Linked DNA regions of Mus musculus: region 2 is linked to region 1. The links are chromatin contacts, called in public promoter capture Hi-C maps. All regions are on one chromosome and are shown on one strand. The core of a region is the stretch at or near the end of the contact, and the rest is flanking DNA. Distances in the headings are between cores, read along the strand shown.

Region 1 (4,499 bases), core at 1,385-3,884:
GGGATCTTGAAGGAAGAAAAGAAATGAGTACCTTGGGTGGACACTCTCCTGGACACTCTATTCTCCCTCCTCCCTCCTACCTCCCCCCTCCCTCTCCTTTATTCCTGGTCAGTGCTGGTTGGTCCTGGTCCTCTGGGGAGCTGCTAGTCAGGTGGGAACCAGGCTTCCTAGGAGGAGACACTGAGTCAGTGCCCTCCCCCTCGGTGTCTGAGGCATCAAGTTTCAGGACTGGGATATGGTCTGTCTTTGGCCCCACAGGGCAGGTGCCATAACCTCTCTGTGCCTCAGTTTACCCATCCGGAAAGAGACTGAAAGGGATAAGGTGCAAGCAGTCAGCGTGGTGTCTGCTCTTGGCTTCCTTGCATCCCTCTATTTTGCCCATCTTGCTTTGCCCCTCTTTGCTCTGTTTCCTTCCTTTTTCCTTTGCTGCCTCACTTTACCTCATGGAAACTTCTGCCCTCCTAGTGGAAACAACTCCCAAGTGAAATTTAATGGGTATTTTCTCAAGTTTTTGATTTCGCCAGCTTCTGAAAGGGAAGGTTTCTCTGAGAGGAACCCTTCACTTTCGTTTGCACCCTCTACATACGGCTCAGGTGGACAAGGGCAGCGAGGACCGAGAAGCACGAGAAAGCTTGCTTAGGGCATAAGGATGAGGTTACTCCAGCCAAGTGGTGGGGCTAGTTGGCTTGGACACCAAAGCTTGTGGGTAACAGGCACCAGAATAAAGCAGTGAAGTGGGAAGGTAGGAGACACCCAGAGAAGAGGTATCCCAGAAGTCTAGACGTGCATAGCTGCTGACTGGGGCCTGCTGGGACAGCCCTGACAGATAATTCTATGGCTGCAGTGGGAACCTGAGAGACTGCTTGCCTCTGTGAGCAGCCAGGCAGGCTCTCATTCTCCAAGGCTTGGGTTTTTTGGTCTTTCTTGTCTGGCTGTGACCTGCTTCCCTGCCCCTAGTGGTAGAGATAGGATCCAGGGTTTGTCATCCACCATTGGGGTTCGTCTAGATCGCAGACAGGGCTTGTACTCCAAAGTCACACGGATTGTTTTGGCCCTGCGTGGTTGGGAAAAGGGGAACACGAGAGCTTGATGAGGCAAAGGAAGAGGGTGGCAGGAGCTCTCCCACGGCCGGCCTTTGGCTTCCCTGTTCTCTGTTGCCTCGAAACACACAGAGGCCAAACAGCCCAAAGCGGTGGGTTTCCGCCCACCTTCCGGCTCCCTTCCGAGGCCAGCGCTGTCCACCTTCCAGATGCCCTCCCTTCCTTCACTGCCTCACCCCCCCTCTCTGCCCTTCCCTAGCGGGGGGGAGGGGGTTGGGGCGAGAGTGCAGTCTTTTCTGGAAGCCTCGAGTTCGTCCCTCTGTCCCTAGAACTAATCCTTGGGCCATCCCTCCTCCACAGCTAAAAAAAACCCCCCTTGCTTTGCAGTTGGCAAAAAAGACTGTATATTAAAAAATAATAATAATAATTAAAACCCTGTCTTTTGCTTTCTTTCCCAGATTCTGTTGACAGAAGAGTTTGTAGAGAAGATGTTGGAGGACTTAGAAGATCTAACCTCTCCAGAGGAAGTGAGCCTATTTCATTTCTCACTGATAGAGGACTCCCGGGTGTGTGTGTGTGTGTGTGTGTGTGTGTGTGTGCGTGCGTGCACGTGCGCATGTGCGAGCGCTCACCCATCTGTGGACTGTTTTCAGAAGTACAGGCATAAATCTGGAGAGGAACCCCTGAGAAGGTTCAATGACTTTATTTTTCTTGGGCTTCATGGGTCAGCCCTGCCCAGCCCCCACCCTTGTGAGGACACCCAGCACCCTGAATCGCCAGCTCTTGGGAACCTCATTGAAGAAGTAGCCAGGGCCTGTGGGCTAGAGTTCTCCCCAGCCCCTGCTGTTCCCTGGCAGATTCTGAACAGAAAGCCCGTGCCTGCTGCCAGAGAACATTCCGCTGGGAGCTCTCGTGGGCAGGAGGGGACTCCTGCTCTTGCCTTGGGCCACCCAAGTGCCACGCTCCCTTCCCTCGCCAGCTCTAGCTTGCCTCCCTCAGCCTCTTCCTGGCTAGCTGAGAGCGTGGGGAGCTGGCAGGCCAGGTGGGGTGATTTCTCTCCTTGGCTCCTTCTCTGGAGTGCAGGAATGGAGTCTATAATCCCTTTTGTTTTTCTTCCTTGTTCCTGGCCTCCTCGTTTGCAGGGACTTACCTCATCTTGGAAAGTCCCTTCTCCTATAACCATCAGCGCCCAGGCAGCAGGCAGGCGGATCTTCCTGGCCCCCAGGATCCATGGGGTAGTGGGGTAAATAGCAAGCCTCCGAGGCCTGAGGGATCTTCTGGCCCACCCTCCCCTGCCTGTGGCAGAGATCACCCCCTTCCCTTCCATTGCCCTAATGTGCTCGGGGCAAAGTACCTCACCTCCCAGTTAGTTAGAAACTTCTCAGAGCCAGTCACCCCAATAGAGCCAAGCCTTCCCTCCCCCTGCCCCAGGGATCCAGCTTGATTCATTCATTCATTTGCATAGTCCAAGGTTATCAAGTACCCACTCTGTGCCAGCCAGTCACCCCTACAAGTCACTGCCTCAGAGGCCTAGCTCCCGGATTCAGTCAGGCCAAAGCCAGCTGCCCAGAAGTGCTTCCGGAGAGGTCTTGTCACACTGCAGTGGCGTTCTGCCAGGCTGCTGCTTTGAGCTTGGGTGTTGAGTGGGCGGGAAGAGGACAGTCCAGGCAGGAGAGACAGGAGCCAAGGGGAGCTTAGGAAAGTAGGTCACGAAAAATGACTTCTTCTGCCTCATTCCTGTCCAGAGGCCATCCCCACACCCTGCCCCAGTCTCCACTTTGTCCTGGGTCTACAGTCCCCCAAGAGAGAAAAGGCAGCCGGGAAGTGTCCGTTTGTCCACCTCCAGCCCAGCTTCAGGCAGGCCAGAACATGATTCTCTCCTCCTGTGCCTGGCTCTGACTTCCAGCCTAGCCCAGAGACAATGGGGCTTAAGAGCTCTGCAGGAACCCAAGTCAGGGAGGATCTATTGAGCACCCACTGTGTGCTGGGCTCCATACAAGGTTCTAGAATCCAGAAGGAACCAGAAGTCAGCTTCTCCTCCTCGCCAAAGACCCCAGGTGTGGGAAAGAAGCAAAATTACAAGACAGTCATTGATCCTAGTTTGGAAGGCCCTGGCTGTTATCTGGGGTCACTCTGAACAAAGAGCCCTGGGAAGCAGGGTGACAGGGAGCAGTGGGTGGTGACACGCAGACCACCTTCACCCTGAACTTCTCCCAGTGGGGTCACACTCCAAGTCTGATTTGGGGGCTGAACAGCTCTCCTTTCTTGTGGACCCTTTGACAAAACTACAGAGGACAGATTCTAGACTCAGAACTAGTCCATGGCGATGACAGACCTTTCCTGTAATATCTACACCCTGCTGGTCCCCTGTCCTCCAGCCCCAGGGCCCCAGGGAAGAGATTCCTTACATGTTTTGGGCTCAAGGCAGAACCAAGGAAAAGAGCAGGAGAGAGTCTATGCAAAGAGCCTAAGCATGCCTCCTGCAGTCTGCTGAGGTACTGGCCGTGCAAGAGGAAAGGAGTGCCTAGACCAGACACATGCACTCGCGCACGCACACACACGCACACACAACCTGAGGCTAGCCTTTGAGAGGTCTCCAGTCACCTGTCTTGTCCCCAGCAGCCTAGGGACAGGGTGTCCCGCGTGCTGCCTCTCTGGACACTCTTAGGAGGCAGCTGACCCACCACTCTGCCTGTTCTTGTTCTCTTCACAGTTTAAACTTCCCAAAGAGTACAGCTGGCCTGAGAAGAAACTCAAAGTGTCCATTCTCCCCGACGTGGTGTTCGACAGTCCACTGCACTAGCCTGGGCTGTGCCCTGCAGGGGCCAAGAGGAGCCCAGCTGCTCCTGGTGACTTCCAGTGTGACAGCTTGTAAAGGAGACACCCATGAATAAAAGGGCAAGTGTGGGGATGACTGCAGAGTGCCACACCCATCCCAGGCCCCACCCACCTCGGGCCCAGGGGCCTCACTCCTAGCAGCCCAGCCCGAGTGACCAGGCCCCTGTCCTACACGCCAGTGAGGGGGTGAGATGCACCTGAAAACCCTCCACACCGACCCGCTGCTGCCACAGGTCTCACTGTTGTGCTCCTGGAACGGGACAGCCTTGCCAGACAGCCTGGTGGGTAGAACATGCATGAGGACGCACTGCCTGGTCAACCCCAGCCAGCTTTCCCTCAGTCAGGCTGCTCCACCCTGCCGAATGATTGTTCTTTTTCTTGTGGAAACCGGATGGTATTTTTATTGCTCAGCAAAGATGGTGCAGAAGCCATGTACATAGTGATTTTTAAATAGGACTCATTCCTACCTGAACTTTATTGTCCTTTAGACAAGGGTCTGGGGGCTCCCCCCCCCCCACAGATCCCACATGCCCTCTTCCTGAAAAGATGCTTGGTGCTGCCTGTCAGCTCTGGACCCTGGAGGAGGCTGGGGACAGCTGACATACTCCATGCAGCCCTGGG
Region 2 (4,499 bases), core at 1,422-3,921, 160 kb after region 1:
AGTAATTGGCCTTGAGTGGTTTCCCGTCTCCTGCCCCTGCTTTCTATGGGAGAGCACACTGAGCCAGGAATCATTGGCAGGGTCAGACGAGGCGCCTCTTCATTTCACAAGAAAGGCCCTGGGGGAAATGCCGTTCCCCCAGCCCTTTTACCTGTACTAAACTAAATTGACCTGCGTCCTAAGGACTGACCTGAACACAGTGTACAGACCCACAGGCACACGCTGACCTTGAGTTCTCTTCAAGTTTTCAGTGTGCTGTAACCTGAACCAGTGCCTGGGCCTGTGTGAGGTGAGAACGCACGCTCCTGCTCTACCGTCGCAGGCAGTGGCTGAGACCGCAGAAACCTGCACCTGTGCCTGGGGTCACTGTTCAGTCAGTCATTCAGCAAACCCGATTCCTCGGGTCTTCCTCCTCAGTGCCCTCGCAGAGGCTTATTTAAACACAGATTTCCAGGCCCTGCACCCTTCAGATCTGAGCTAGACTGGAGAGTTTGCAGTTCTAGCAAGCTCTTAATCGATGCTGAGGCCTCTCGTGTTTTGGAAGCAGCGTGAGGCCTTCATTCGTGCATCGGGCAGTGGTCAAGCAGAAAGGAGATGCAGCGCGAACTATCAGCAGGGAAGCATGGAGGGTAGATAGGAGATGTCCACTCAGACAGGAGGCTGCCGTTAGCCAACACACCGTAGCAAAGAGCCACTGTCCCGAGACTGCAGGGTACCCTGGGAGAGCTGGGATACAGGATGCTTTTATGGCGGGCTAAGCTGAGAGAAGGAGAGACACAGATCATAGGGCCTCAAAGGGCTTCTGTGCGTGTCTAATTTCCCTGAAACAGGTGGAGCAAGGAGACCCCAGAAACCCAGGAGTACCCTCAAAGGCAAAAAGCCCGAAGCTGGGGTTCCCGGTTCTTGTCTGAGGCTCTTTTCCATTCTCCAGACCACATTTCCCAGGGAGGAGTCAAAGTTGGATTTTCTGTCCCTAAGATAAAATCTGGAGGAATTTTACTCAAGTGTCAGGTTTCCCTGCTTTGAGTTTCAGCTGAGAGGAAAGCCACCGGTGGGATTTCCTGAGATGACATGAAAGAGGCACAGCCAATCCACTGAATGCCAGCCCCCTGATACTTACTCCATGATTTTAATTAATATATGAGAAACTGCCCTTACTTATGGGATGCTCTGTGACTGATGTTTCAACACACTTGAGCTGATATTAAGTCGTTTAGCTCTTGAGCACACTGGCTGGCAGGAAGCCTCCTTCAAGCCCTTGTTGAAGCACAGTTCCCTAGTGGTCCAAGTCCCTGGGTGGGGCCAGGATGGTCAGCCAGGCAGCCCATATCAGTGGACACAGCATCTTGTTCATGGCAGGGCCTCAATAAATAGGAGTTGCCTGATTTTTCCCCAGAATTTTGCCAAGAACAGAACCTAGAGGCAGACCCTGGACTTGATCCTAACCCACGTTTTTTATGGAATAATTCTAGAGGAGGGGTCAAAGGAGGGTTTCAAGGAAATCCGTCCCATCTGTGCTTATGCCTGTAAATTCAACAGCTATAACAACAAGCCAGAGACAGCACGGTACACGGACAGTCACGGCGGGGAGTGTTCCACGTGTGTGTTAACTTGGGTGAGACCATTGTTCTCCCCGTCTTACATACACGGGGAATAGCAACAGAATCCCAAAGATCACGGGTTATCTGGAGTTTGAACCTGCGTAGCCGTGGTCACCCTATAGGCAAGTTTGTCGCCTTATAGTTCAGATGACACTATAAAAATTCGTTTTCCAAATTCAAAGATTTTTAAACAGCATCAGGGCAGGAGTTCCTGATGGGAACTGTCGGGGCCATGGGAACAAGGGGGGCTAAGTCTCTGCAGTGTGAGCCTGCTCCCTGGTGGGGAGTTTCTTGCCAGCCGAGGAGTGACATTTTCCCAAGTCTGTCCTGAACTCTAGGGCACATGACTCAGTTCCTACATGGGACTGTGATTGTTTTTAAAAACATGTTTTTCATTTAGCTTAGCATGACAAATGCTCCACACCACGAGGTCATAACTTGGGCGGGAAGTGTGGTGGGCGTTATCTAGGTTGGTGTGTGTGTGTTTGGGGAACATAAGAGTAGAGAATTGCCCCAAGTTTGAGGCCAGCCACAGTTGTATAGCAACACCTGTCTCAAAGACAAAAATAATAGAACCTATCTCTGTATTTCTGAAATGTAGCTAAAATATTAAAATTTGGTCCAACCTCACTGAGACTAATCAATACCCCACCCCTGCTCACAGCCAGTTTATAGCCTTGCCTGGCATAATTCCCGGGACAGCCCCGTTTGTGTAGGCCATATCAGACTGTCATCTGTCTGCCTTCCCACCAGACGGGACCAGGTTGTTGTCCGTTTTCCCATCCCTAGATTGACACCCAGTGTGCTACAAGACCTTGTATTTTTCCTTGTGTAGATCCACACAGATGACTCTCCTGTGGTCTTATGTTTGAGACTGAGAGGTGCTTACCCAGTTAGAGTCACATGTGACATCACACAGCTGGTGTGCAGTAGAGAAGGTTTTCCTTCTCATATCAAGTGGGAGAATGTGGGCCAGGGCATGGGAACGTCTTCCGGGCACTTTCGGGCATGCACGTGCGTCCCAGCATGCACGAGGCCCTGGATTTTGCGGCCTGCTGTTCTTCCTCATTTGTCGAATTTGTGGTTTTTGAAAAAACAGGAAGCCTTTCCTACGGTACTTGAGCGAAGTGGACCTCAGTCTTGTTTTAGGTGAAGAATCTCTTTAAGCTTGCTCGCTCCTGAGTTCTAGGAGACGGTTTCGGTGGTAACTTCTGATCCGGACTGTCCTGGTGGCAGGAGAGACTCAACTCCACTAAGTTGTCCTCTGACTTTATACATGTACTGTGTGTGAGCACAGAATAAACAACAGTGAGAACAATTCCTGATAAATCCTTAGATCGCACATGGAAAACCCTGTAGTGCGTACTGTGGCAGTCAGGATGGGCTAGGTTTTGCTGCAGGAACAAACATGTCCAGAATCCTAGCAGCCGAAACCAACGGGCTTCTTCCTCACTTTTGCTGTGTCCGATGAAGGTGGAATGGGGGCTTTGTTACCACGGGGGCATGTCTCATAGTCTAGAGCCAGAAATGACTGTCTGGAATACCAGTGGGGGCTGATGGAAGGTTTCACACAAGAAGCATGCTTGTCACTAAACGACACGCTGCTTTTAAGTTCTGTCAATAGGTAGCTTTAGTTAGCCTCCCCCAAGCATATAGAGGCCAGGAAGTTCAGACCTACCCATGCACCCAAAGCGAGAGAATCAGGAATTTTTGGTGTACATGAAAGCAGCACGTGGCGTTTCTCTTGTCTGACACGGCAGGGTTTCCCTATACAGCTCAGGTTGATTCTGAGCTCTGGAGGTCTTGCCTCTGTCCTGCAGGCCTGTGTCATTACAGCTGGCTGAGATTTTCTTTACGTAACAGTTATGTTTAAAGCAATAGCTGAGAATAGTGCCTTGGATCACATATATTAGAGCACAGAAAATACAGAGAATGAGGAAATACTGGGGAAATGATTCAAGAAAAAAAATAACATTAATGTTGATTTTCTAGAGAAGGAAGGGATATACTTTTCATGTTGACCTGTAAGGTGGGGGTGAAGAACAAGAGCAGAGAGCTTCGGGGTGTCTGCTCACTTAGCAATTATGAAGTACCAAGTTGAATCCCCAGGGGCACAGTGATGGCCTAGAGAGATTGCTCAGTTACTGAGAACACTGCTCTTGCAGTACTGGGGTTGAGGTCACAGCTGTAACTCCTGCTCCTGGGGACCCAGTGCCCCCTTGTATGTCAGTGAAATCTCAGTAGGTAAAGGTGCAAGGTTCCAGGGCTGGAGGCCTAGGACTGACGCCCCAAAGCCACACACATTCGCATGCACGCGAGTGTACCCAGACACACACGCAGAAGCTACACCTCTGTCTGCATATCCATAGCTATATAATAATTTAAAAACACAAATGTAATCCCAGTATTTGGGATGTAGAGACGGAAGTATGGCCAACTTGGGCTGTGACCCTGTCTCAAAACAAACGCAACAATAAGCAGACAGAGAGCAAAAATCTCTCTTCTCAGTCAATAGCAGCTAAGAAGTCCTTTCTACTATAAAGAAGTATGCACACATTTGGGAAAACAAACTAGGATCAGAAAGCTGTTTTTCCGCCAGAGCGGCTTCCAGATGCCCACCCTCAGGCCCGCACACTCCTTTATTTTTGTTCATAGAGCCTGTATTTTATTACTTCATTTCATTTCCAGGTTTGTGGTGCTAGGGACCTAGAAGCCACCTCACCCATGCCAAGCAGGCATGAGTTCTACTGCCAAACTTCACCCCAATTCTAAGTGTGTGTGTGTGTGTGTGTGTGTGTGTGTGTGTGGTTGTGTGCACATGAGTGTGGGTTCTCCAGGAGCTAGAATTACAGGCAGTTGTGGAGTTACGGGCAATGTGGGTCCTTGGAACCGAACTTG

The links. Capture Hi-C pulls out chosen DNA fragments and counts their contacts.
Region 2: a contact with region 1 is called in a promoter capture Hi-C map of adipose tissue. The contact joins two enhancer-like sites. A contact is called at or near these places in 2 of 39 promoter capture datasets (hippocampal neurons and liver), 1 of 115 datasets of contacts at active chromatin or transcription factors (pancreatic cancer cells) and 1 of 9 other capture datasets (adipose tissue).

What each region holds. Positions count from the first base shown.
Region 1 is chr19:46,482,102-46,486,600 of GRCm38.p6, forward strand. It overlaps Sufu (SUFU negative regulator of hedgehog signaling), which reads left to right. Exons shown (of 12, transcript NM_001025391.2): 11 at 1,499-1,567; 12 at 3,754-4,499. The coding sequence ends at 3,843. Among named protein-coding and RNA genes, the nearest start is that of Trim8, 17 kb to the right of the region's middle. Within about 2 kb of position 2,635, at least 152 of the 459 cell types and tissues checked have an H3K27ac peak or open chromatin away from gene starts, as enhancers often do. A contact at or near this core is called in adipose tissue, where this site is marked.
Region 2 is chr19:46,646,145-46,650,643 of GRCm38.p6, forward strand. The region is part of intron 3 of Wbp1l (WW domain binding protein 1 like); the gene reads left to right. Among named protein-coding and RNA genes, the nearest start is that of Gm36602, 18 kb to the right of the region's middle. Within about 2 kb of position 2,672, at least 35 of the 459 cell types and tissues checked have an H3K27ac peak or open chromatin away from gene starts, as enhancers often do. A contact at or near this core is called in adipose tissue, where this site is marked.